2 separate regions of the Capra hircus genome follow, and region 1 is linked to region 2. A link is a contact called in public Hi-C data. All regions are on one chromosome and are shown on one strand. The core of a region is the stretch at or near the end of the contact, and the rest is flanking DNA. Distances in the headings are between cores, read along the strand shown. Region 1 has its middle 28 kb from the start of XCR1. Region 2 holds the start of CCR5 (C-C chemokine receptor type 5).

Region 1 (5,127 bases), core at 1,687-4,186, 250 kb after region 2:
TCCCAACTAGTTGGGGAGGAATAGGAACCCCAGAGGACAAGCCCCTGTCCCTTTAAACCACAGCCTGGAATTCACGCAGGTCACTTTCACTTGCATCACACTGGCCAACGGAAGACTCAGATGTAAGGAAAGCTGAGAGACGTTAGCCCTATTCTAGGCAGCCACGCTGAGCTTAAAATCCAGGGATGTGTGGTTTTGGGAGAGAATGAATAGTAGGGGACATCTCCATTCTCTACTGGTCAGATGGAGAAAGAGAGACGACCGTCTTCCTGGGAGTAGGAGGGGGGAGCGGTGGCACACAGAAGGAGCCACAGCCGTGAGGCCAGCAGAGAGGCTGGGGGCATGGGCAGGCCCCACGCCCCTTGTGCCATGAAACACTGCTCCCAGCCCTGCCCTTCCAGGTGGTGTCCTCCCAGGAAATCTCCTTCCTTTAAAGGGCCTGAGGTACTCAGACATCTTTGCTTTGTGTCCAGGATGTTCAGTCCTCTTGTCGATGAGGTCTGAGCAATATTTTAATCGTGGTTCCATTCTCCAGATGAGAAAACTAAACCTTAGGTGCTTCATCGTCTGTCCTCAGGTCCCCCAGCCCTGGTCGATCAAAGAAGAAAAGAGGCATCAGAATCTGTTGCTTTCAGCCTCTTGATCAGTAAGACAGAAACAAACCACTGATGCACGATGCTATCTGGCTTCCTCTGAATGGAAAGAGATAGAGATCTTGAGAGTCTTGTTTGCTGAGACCACAAGCTCAGTGTGAGTCAGCCATCTAACATAACAGTAGCAGAGATGTGAGACTGACGCGTTTACGTGGGCACTGGACATACAGGCCCTTGCCGAGGTCCCACGTATATGAAGCCCCCCTTGGAGATCACAGTTCAGTTAACCACAGTGCACAGTGGGGCTGGGAAATGTAGGCAAGAAGAGTGGGGTCAGGACATAACCAGCATGGAGAGGGTAGGGTTAGCCTTCGGTCTCGGGGGAGGAAGTCCTTCCCAGACCGGCAGAAGTGGTTCTCAAAGGGGATGGCCAGGGCGATAACTTACCTGGGGATATAACTTTTGAAAATAAGAATCTGAAATCGCTTAACAGGCCTTAACTGATATATAATATGCATGAGCCATTTGTGGGCAAGCTCAATTCAGTTTAGTCACTCAGTCGTGTCTGACTCTTTGCGACCCCATGGACTGCAGCACACCAGGCCTCCCTGTCCATCACCAACTCCCGGAGTTCACTCAAACTCACGTCCATCGAGTCGGTGATGCCATCCAGCCATCTCATCCTCTGTCGTCCCCTTCTCCTCCCGCCTTCAATCTTTCCCAGCATCAGGGTCTTTTCCAGTGAGTCAGTTCCGCGCATCAGGTAGCCAAAGTATTGGAGCTTCAGCTTTAGCATCAGTCCTTCCAATGAATATTCAGGACTGATTTTCTTTAGGATGGACTGGTTGGATCTCCTTGCAGTCCAAGGGACTCTCAAGAGTCTTCTCCAGCACCACAGTTCAAAAGCATCAATTCTCCAGTGCTCAACTTTCTTTATAGTCCACCTCTCACATCCATACATGACTACTGGAAAAACCATCACTTTGACTAGATGGACTTTTGTCGGCAAAGTGATGTCTCTGCTTTTTAACATGCTGTATAGGTTGGTCGTGGCTTTTCTTCCAAGAGAACCCCATGACCAGTATGAAAAGGGTAAGCTCAGAGGGGCAGAAATCCTGCTAACCCTAAGAATGGGCATCTGCCAGACACCCTGGCCATAAGCCAACTGTGCTGTGATAATGAGGGTCTCCATTCTGGTCTAGATGGTCCTCAAGTTAGGATTGGGCAGCATCAGGAGGACAGAGTGGGTGATTATGGTCCTTACCAGCAAGCGCCAGAAGTACAGGTGGTCCTGTAGAGCAACTACTGACCACTGATGGATAAGTCCATCAGAAACCTAACTCAAACCTGCTTGAGCCAAAAAAGGCCACTGTAGGCTGTGCAAGCAAAGCGCACCGAGTGTGCATTTGGGTAGAGCTGGACCAAGTTCCACTGGATTTAGAGAGTCAGCTGTCGCCAGGGCTTCTCTCTCCACCTACATCTTCATTGACTCAGGCTGCTGTAACAAAACCCCATAGACAGGGAGGTTTAAAGAGCAGGCATCTATTCCTCGTAGCTCTGGAGGTTGGTAAGTCCAAGACCAGAGCACTGGCGTGCTTAGCTCCCACTTCTTGGCTAGCAGACGGCCACCATCTCTCTGTATCCTCACACGATCTCTTCTTTAGTGTGAGTGCAAGTGGGGAGAGAGAGTATGAACTCTGGTGTCTCTTCCTCTTGTGAAAAGTGCACTAATCCCATTATGGTGGGCCCATAATTATGGGGGGCTCATTCACAAAGAGACTGGAGAATGAGCAGGCTTCCCTGTGGGAGCGAGACCCCAGAAGTGAGGCAAAGATCTGGTCCCAGAACTGGAGTAGGCCTGGAGCCAGAGGCCACAAGGGGCCTCCATGGGTGTGAGGCCCGGGATCTAGGCTCCAGCCTCCTTAGAGATGCGCTAGAAGGGAGCTGAAGGTGATGTCGGCTGTGGAAAGAAGGAGGCTACAGAGGCGGAGAACTTGGCCAAGCCTCACAGCTGTCAGTCCATCCCAGCAACACCTCCAGAACCGCTACAAGGAAATGCAACAAGATTAGAACTTGTGGTGCCTCTCTCTCCATCAGCAACTTTGAATCATCACCCCTTCTTTTCACTGATCAGCACTTTCAAGGTAATTGCAAGGACTCCAGAGGAAACGTTTCATCTTTGTAGCTGCTGGCATGAAAACTTTGTGAAGGAGAAAAGTCTTTGAAAAGTCCACTTTTCAAGGGTAGAAAGGGACCTTCCAGCCTGGCCTTGGAGCTGGTATCCACTTTTTTGCAGAAGGGAGGAGATTCTTACGGAGCATAAAAGAGGAGGGAGGAGTGGGACTGGGCGCTGGGGCAGGCGGCCCGGGGAAAAGAGAGATGCCACCACGGCCCAGAGGAAGTTCGAGGGGCTTGCTGGGTATGTGCGTGTGAGATTAACTTTGCCTAGTGCACTCTGCCCAGCTGAAATCTTTTTTTTTTTTTTTTTTTTCCAAGCATGCCGTGCTTCATGCAGAATCCTAGTTCCCTGACCCAAGGATCAAACCTGCACCGCTGCAGTGAACATGTAGAGTCGCAACCACTGGACCACCACGAAAGTCCCTCAGCTGAAATCTTCAGTCAGTTCTCCACTGCTCATTAATGCAGCTCCTATCCCTGGGGTTACAACTGACCAAAATCAATTTCATCATGTATAATCGTACAGGTCCTTTTGGTTAATAATAGCAGCCACCAAGAGTTAAGGGAGTTGAAAATCACCTACTCCCTGTACCCTCACTCCATCAGGTTACCGTAAGAGCAAGTTTCAGAATGAATTAGGCCCTGAAGACAGACATTTCTGAGCAAGGAGGTAGTACATTCAAGTGCAATCATTTGGGGCCACAAAGAGGTGGTGAGAATGAAAATGAAGACTTCAGGCAAAGATGAACAAACCTTAGGGGGAACTACTATAAATGGATTTTCGGTATGTTTATTTATACACCTGTTACTTCATTCAAAAAGTCACTAGAGGCAGTGACGACTTGTTTGGCTTTATCAGCAGGGAAGAAATACAATAAAACATGAATGGCATACAAACGTGCCTTGCCCACTGAAAAGCATGAACTAGCTTTGTTCTCCAAAGGTGTCAGCATTGCAGATGCAAACGTAGGACCTTGTAGCTCTCAAACCAAGCACCCCTCCTGCCTCCTGAAGACCCAAAGGGAATTATGGGAGGAGTCGGTTTCACCTGTCCAGTGCAGCGGCAGGGAGGAGGTCCAGTCCAGCAGGTGGGGCCGGGTGTCTGGAATCCGGTACAAAACCATGCAAAATGCAGACCTAAACCAAGAGAGCGTCTGACATTGGGGTCCAGCCAGCCAGGCGCCGAGAGGGGTAGAACTCAGAAAACAACAAAGAGAACCCCGAGAGCAGTGGTCTTCCCAAATCCAGGAAGATGGGCAGCAGGTAGGAGGGCGCCTGGGACAACAGTAGCTTATAAGGCTGTGGTCACTGGAGTGAAATTTTGAAAGAGCCCTGAGCAGAAACTGAGAAAGACAGGAGTAATAAGAGAGGTTCTGGAGGGACTGCACCACTGTGAGGTAGAAACTGCATGCAGAGAGAGAGAAAAACCCCAGTTACTGAAGGCAGGTACAGGTGGGGGGCACCTGGTCACACCTGAAGATGAGGCCTGAGTGGCCAGCGAGCTCTCCTTAAATGCCACTTCTTAATGTTAGAATTAATCTCGGAAACAGAAATAATATTTTAAATAGGATACATTCAGCTAGAAGTAAGCAGAAACTGAACTGAAAGTAGCGAAACAACAAGGAGGCTGTTGACTCATGGGAAGTTCGGCGGCACAAGGCAGTGGCTCCGAGTCCCTTTGCTGGTGACCATCTTGCCTCTGCCTCGCTCAGGCTGCAGGCGGAGAAGTGGTCCCTGTCATGCTGGCTTTGGGTAGGGGCAGAGCAAACACAGGGCGGATAAGCCATGCAGGCAGGGCGGGTACCTGAACAGAATCATTCTGTTAGAAAGAAGGAATGGGGAACAATGCCTGCAACGCCCCAGAGTCCACCAAGGGCGGGAGGCAGCACAGCTGAGCAGCAGACCCGCTCACCCATGCTGTGGCATCTCTAGCCAGCTGTGTGGTCTGGGGCGAGCCACCTTGGCTCTGGAGGGCTCCATTTTTTTTCCATCTTATGTTAAAGTGATGAAACAAGAGAATGTGTCAGATTCTATCCAGCTCTAAACAATCTCTGACTCTGTGTGTTGGGATGCTCATGTGTGTTGAGATGCTCAGTATATAAGCCTTCAGGTATGGGACATGATTCTGGTCTTTTGTAGAAGATTCCATTTTCTAGAGATGGCCAGAGCAATTCCTCTCATCCCTCATGCCCCCCAACTTGGGACCTTGCCACTCTGTCATCAGGATATCGAGTCTAATTCTCATCCCCTTGCATCTCTGCCAGCCTGATGACTTGATTGTATCCATAGTAGCTCATAGCTGATAGACTATGGGAGAAGTAACACTGAGAGACTTCCCAAAAGGCCATGCAGAATC
Region 2 (4,886 bases), core at 112-2,611:
ATGTCCAGAAACTGGGTCAGGAACTGTCCAACCGTGTCTGTTCTTACTGTCATTCCCTGGAGTTAGCTTACACATAGCATCATTAGGGGCTTGCTGGTGATAATGAACAGTTCTCTAGGGCACTTTGCTTGCTAAGCACTGTTCTAAGCTTCACTTCATTCATTCAGTTAATCCTCAAGGTGACTCAGTGAGGCAGGTCAGGTTTATTGTCCCCGTTTTGCAAATAAGAACCTCAGAGCACAGAGAAGATGAGTAACTTCCCCAAAGACCCACAGGGAGTAAGCAACTAATTTTGAAGGCAGGCAGTGCTGACTGTAACTTATCTGCTGTGGTCCCTGTCTTTCACTCCTTGGTGAGAGAACTACAAGCAGGATTGTCAGCCTGGAGCCTTGATGTAGTCAAAATGAGACAGACTGATGCCCGAGTCCCTGGAGAAGGTCATAGGAGCCAGCAGCCAGTTGTCAAGTCCCGATTCCCATTCTCACATTTTCTCTGAAGTTTGTGTTTGTAGTTTCTGAGCTGCTATGATTAAGGACCCCCTCCCCTAATACATAAGAAGTGGTCAAGTGGACAGTGTTTCATCTCCTAGCATACATCCTGTATTAGCTTTGTTCCTTCGCAACCCACTAACTTGCCTGGTCTATTTAGGTCCCACCGCTTGACTGAGAATTTTCTCTAATTAGTCCCTGTGAGACTCAAGCTCCCAGTACCTCAGATTAAGCAGCTGGGAAAAGCTCACAGAAAAATCTCTCCTTTAAATTCTGAGCCAGAAAAAGAATCAACTAGATTTGCTATGAAAGTTGATTTGATATTTATAACTTGTTATTAATTTGGCCAATTTTCAGGCTTCCTTCTTTCCTTGGCAGAAATAAAAGGAGACTTAGACACAGCTTGTGGTTGGGCACATGTTCAGAGGGCATCCTGCTGAGGAGGTTTTATTTCTCCTAACCAAAAGATCATGTCTGTCAAAGTTTTGGCCAGTAATTATTCTCCGAAAATATCTTTCTTTTGAAAGGTGAGGGCTTTTTATAGTCTTCCATTCATAATCCTGTTTTGTATCTTTGATGTTATCACAGTCTGAAACTGATTCTAAACTCTTAACTTTTTCCTTACTTAAAGATTATAGTTTAAGATAGTTCAGTGAACGCCTGGTGTATTTCTGATGTTTTCTATGGTTTCCTGTAAAGGCTTTTACTCATCACTCAAGCTGCGCTAAGAAATAGGCAAAGTTAGCTGAGAGAGAACTTACCGAGAGAGATTCTCGTAGGGGAACGGATGTCTCAACTCCTCTGACCAGCTGAGCTGTGCAAGTCAAACATATAGACAGCATAAAAGTAGGAAATGCAGTTTCTTCTGAGTTGGGGGCGGAGTTTTACTGACTTAAGTATCTGGCCATGCAAAAAATCATCAAAGACCAGTCCTTTTTTTTTTTTTTTTTCTTAAATTGAGCTTAAAATAGACAGAAAATAGATGTCTGATCTGAAACTTTATTCATGGGTTTCCCTGACTACGCAATTTCTTTTTGCTTCTTAGTTCACCCAACTACCCAAATGGTTAGAAAAAAGAAGGAATTAAAGGATATTAGAACTAGAAGAACATTCATGAGCATCTAGTCAAAGGGCTATGTTTTACTGAAAGAAAGTTCTGTCCAAGAGACAAATGATTTGTACTAGACTGCAGGGCTTATCAATGGGGAGGCTCAGAGGGTGAGAGATTCTGACCCACTTGGTATTTGTGGAAGCCAGCTGAAACTGACTTTAAAGTGGAGGGAACCTCTCACATTAACCCTGTTATCCCCCTAAACCTGGGCTTCCCAGCTGGCTCAGTGGTGAAGAACCTACTTGCTGACACAGGAGATGTGTGTTTGATCCCTGGGATGGAAAGATCGCCTGGAGGAGGAAATGGCAAACCACTTAAGTATTCTTGCCTAGAAAAATGGATGGAGGAGCCTGGTGGGCTGCATACAGTCCATGGGTTTGCAAGAAATCTGACACAACTGAGGGACTGAGCATGCACGCCCCCCCGCTTTGTTCACTCCCTCACTACCCCTTCTTTCCTCCCACAACTCACACACATACACTCATCACCCAATACTGTTTTCCTCTGCAAACTAAAATAGCTGGCTGCTTAAGGGTTTTTACTGTACGTTCACCTGTGAGCTGAACGTATTGCCCATCTTTCTCCAGATCAAGTACCTTGAGGCCACGTCGTTATAAAATGTTAGCCTCCTTGTTCACCGTTTTGCAGCCCTCCAAGGCAGCCCGTGTTTGTGGGTAGTTGCACTGTGCCAGGGACATAGGTAGCAGAGTCCCACACTCCAAGGATACAGTCTATCTGGAATTTCTCTTGAGAATTTTTCAACATGAAACAGGCAGCAAATGGCACAAGAAAAGGGTCAAGTTCAGGATTCTGTTTCAATATCTGCAGTCACCCCAGGCTTCCTTGGTGGTTGGTTACTTATCTAAAAACCTCAATTGTTGACAGCAGAACCGAGAACATAGAACAGAACTGAGAGCCAGCCCCGAGCCACAGGAGGGCCCTCTGCATGCTTTTGTTTCCTCCGTCACAGGCTAAGAAACACGCCAGCGCGGACTGCGATCTGAGAAGACCCCAAACCTGCTGAAGTGGGCTCTGCAGTCAATTGCCTGAACTCAAAGCCTGGCCCTACCCTCAGCTTTCTCATTTGTGGAATGGGCTGGATAATGGTAGTTGCTCCTTGGGATTGTTGGGAGGATTGCTTGAGACATCCAAGTTGAGAATGTAGCGTATAATATACGCTCAAAAAAAAAAATCAGACTTGTACTCATTCAGTGATTCTTTCTTAAGAGAGATTTATTATATAAAATTCTAATAAAATGGGTTTCCTGGGGTCCTTGTCAGCAAAGCAGAAGCTGAAAGGGAGAAGCTAATGACTGGTGCTACAAAGTAGGGGGATATGACTGCTGGGGAAAGCTAGAATAAGGCAGAAAGAATCAGCAACTGGCAATCACAACCAGGGCAATGAATCATGAAAAAAATGTTCAAGTTCATGCTGTATGTGGATTCAAGAGACAGCAGTTGAGAACTGGACTCCAGTCACCAGGCTGGGCTTGCTGCTAAGTCACTTCAGTCGTGTCCGACTCTGTGCGACCCCATAGACAGCAGCCCATCAGGCTCCCTCGTCCCTGAGATTCTCCAGGCAAGAACACTGGAGTGGGTTGCCATTTCCTTCTCCAATGCATGAAAGTGAAAAGTGAAAGTGAAGTCGCTCAGTCGTATCCAACTCTTAGCGACCCCATGGACTCCAGCCTACCGGGCTCCTCCATCCATGGGATTTTCCAGGCAAGAGTACTGGAGTGGGGTGCCATTGCCATCTCCAGGCTGGGCTTAGTCCTCAGCTTGACTCTTTACCACTTGATTTGTACAAGTTACTGAAACTCTCCAGATCTTAGTTTTCTTATCTGTAAAATGGGGGCAAAAAACCCCCAATCACAAATGTGCTTGACAGATCTGTGGTCAAGATCAAACGACGGAACAAGAGTAGAGCCTTTTGTGGGCTGGTTAAGTGGTGTCATACAAAGTATGCTTGAGAAAGCATTTACAAAATGGGTAGCGAATAATACAAAATTTCACAGGAAACGGAATATAATTTTGTCTCATTGAAGAGACCCTTGTGTGTTCACTGGTAATACACTGGGTAGAACTCTTAGATGCTGCAGGACAAACATAATGTTTCTGTGTGTGGCTTTGGTTGCTTTGTACTTTACCACACGGACCTGGGGTTTGTTTGCCCTGTCTTCTGCGGGTTGTCATTGGGGTGGTTATAGACTTGAGGAAACGCTTACCCCCAGAGGGCAGTGTAGAGCAGTGAAGCAGGCTCAAGAGTCCCCCAGACTCTGCTGCTGACTCATTGTGTGCCCTTAGCAAGATCCTACCCCTCTCTGAGCTTCTGTTTCCTATTTTGTCAAATTATGTGCTAGACTTTAGGGGCCCCAGGAGACCTCCCTCCTGAAATACAAAATGACTCCATGGCCAAGTTGCTTTGGAAAAGACACATTTGGGCAATACAGGGTGAAGATTCACAGGCTGAAACAAGGAAGCACAGCTTAGCAGTGTGTGTGTGTCCCCTTTTAGGGGGACATTCAGGTCACCTTTTGGGATAGGGGTTCATTCCAGGGATGCGCAAGGAAGGGAGGACCCATGGGAAGGTCTTCAGCATTTAATCAATGAATTGTTGCTCTGGATACCACAGCAAGGCAAACCAGTGGTTTATCATGCCATGACTTAGTTTCCCCGTCTCTGTTTATCTTCTTACCTTGGCCCTTCCAGTTTCCAGGGCTCTGGTTCTGATATGCAGGCCTTCAGACTCTCCCTGAGGAATGATCTTTTTGTTGGTTTGCCACTCTGGACTTGATGCCCAGCCCTCCTCCTGGGGTGCTGGCCAAGCTTTCACTAGCTGCTCCAGGTCGAGTCATTGTACCCAGGTTCTGAGGGAAGCTTCTCTCTGCTCGCCCACGCCATCTCTGGACCATGATTCAGAGCATCACGAACAAGATGGGGAGGACACTTACTTTTTTCTTGGGTTCAGAGGGCCAACTTCATGAGCTCAATGAACTGAAACCCTGGGGGCTCACACTGACTCTATCAATGTCAGCAGTGAGATGGGCTGAAAAAATAGCACACGAATCTCTTAGTTTTTAAAACGTATCTAATTCTAAAACTAACACATCATGCTCATTGTATCAAGTTAGGAAAAACAAAAATAGAAAGTACAGAAAAAATTAGTCATCGTCTCACAATCTCAAAACAGTCCCTCTTAACACATGATATACTTTAATCCAGACCTTTTCCCATGCACACTTTTTGATTAATTGTTCACACACACACACCAGTTCTTTATGCTGTTC

Evidence for each region. Hi-C and Micro-C count contacts between places; a contact is called where the count stands out from the background.
Region 1: a Hi-C map of blood shows a contact between it and region 2, with 6 times the contacts expected there. The contact joins the enhancer-like site here to the promoter of CCR5 in region 2. A contact is called at or near these places in 3 of 5 Hi-C or Micro-C datasets (all in blood).

What each region holds. Positions count from the first base shown.
Region 1 is chr22:53,298,370-53,303,496 of ARS1.2, forward strand. No RefSeq gene overlaps it. Among named protein-coding and RNA genes, the nearest start is that of XCR1, 28 kb to the right of the region's middle. Within about 2 kb of position 2,937, at least 1 of the 5 cell types and tissues checked has an H3K27ac peak or open chromatin away from gene starts, as enhancers often do.
Region 2 is chr22:53,050,871-53,055,756 of ARS1.2, forward strand. CCR5 (C-C chemokine receptor type 5) reads right to left here and starts at 1,362. Exons shown (of 2, transcript XM_005696038.2): 1 at 1,250-1,362.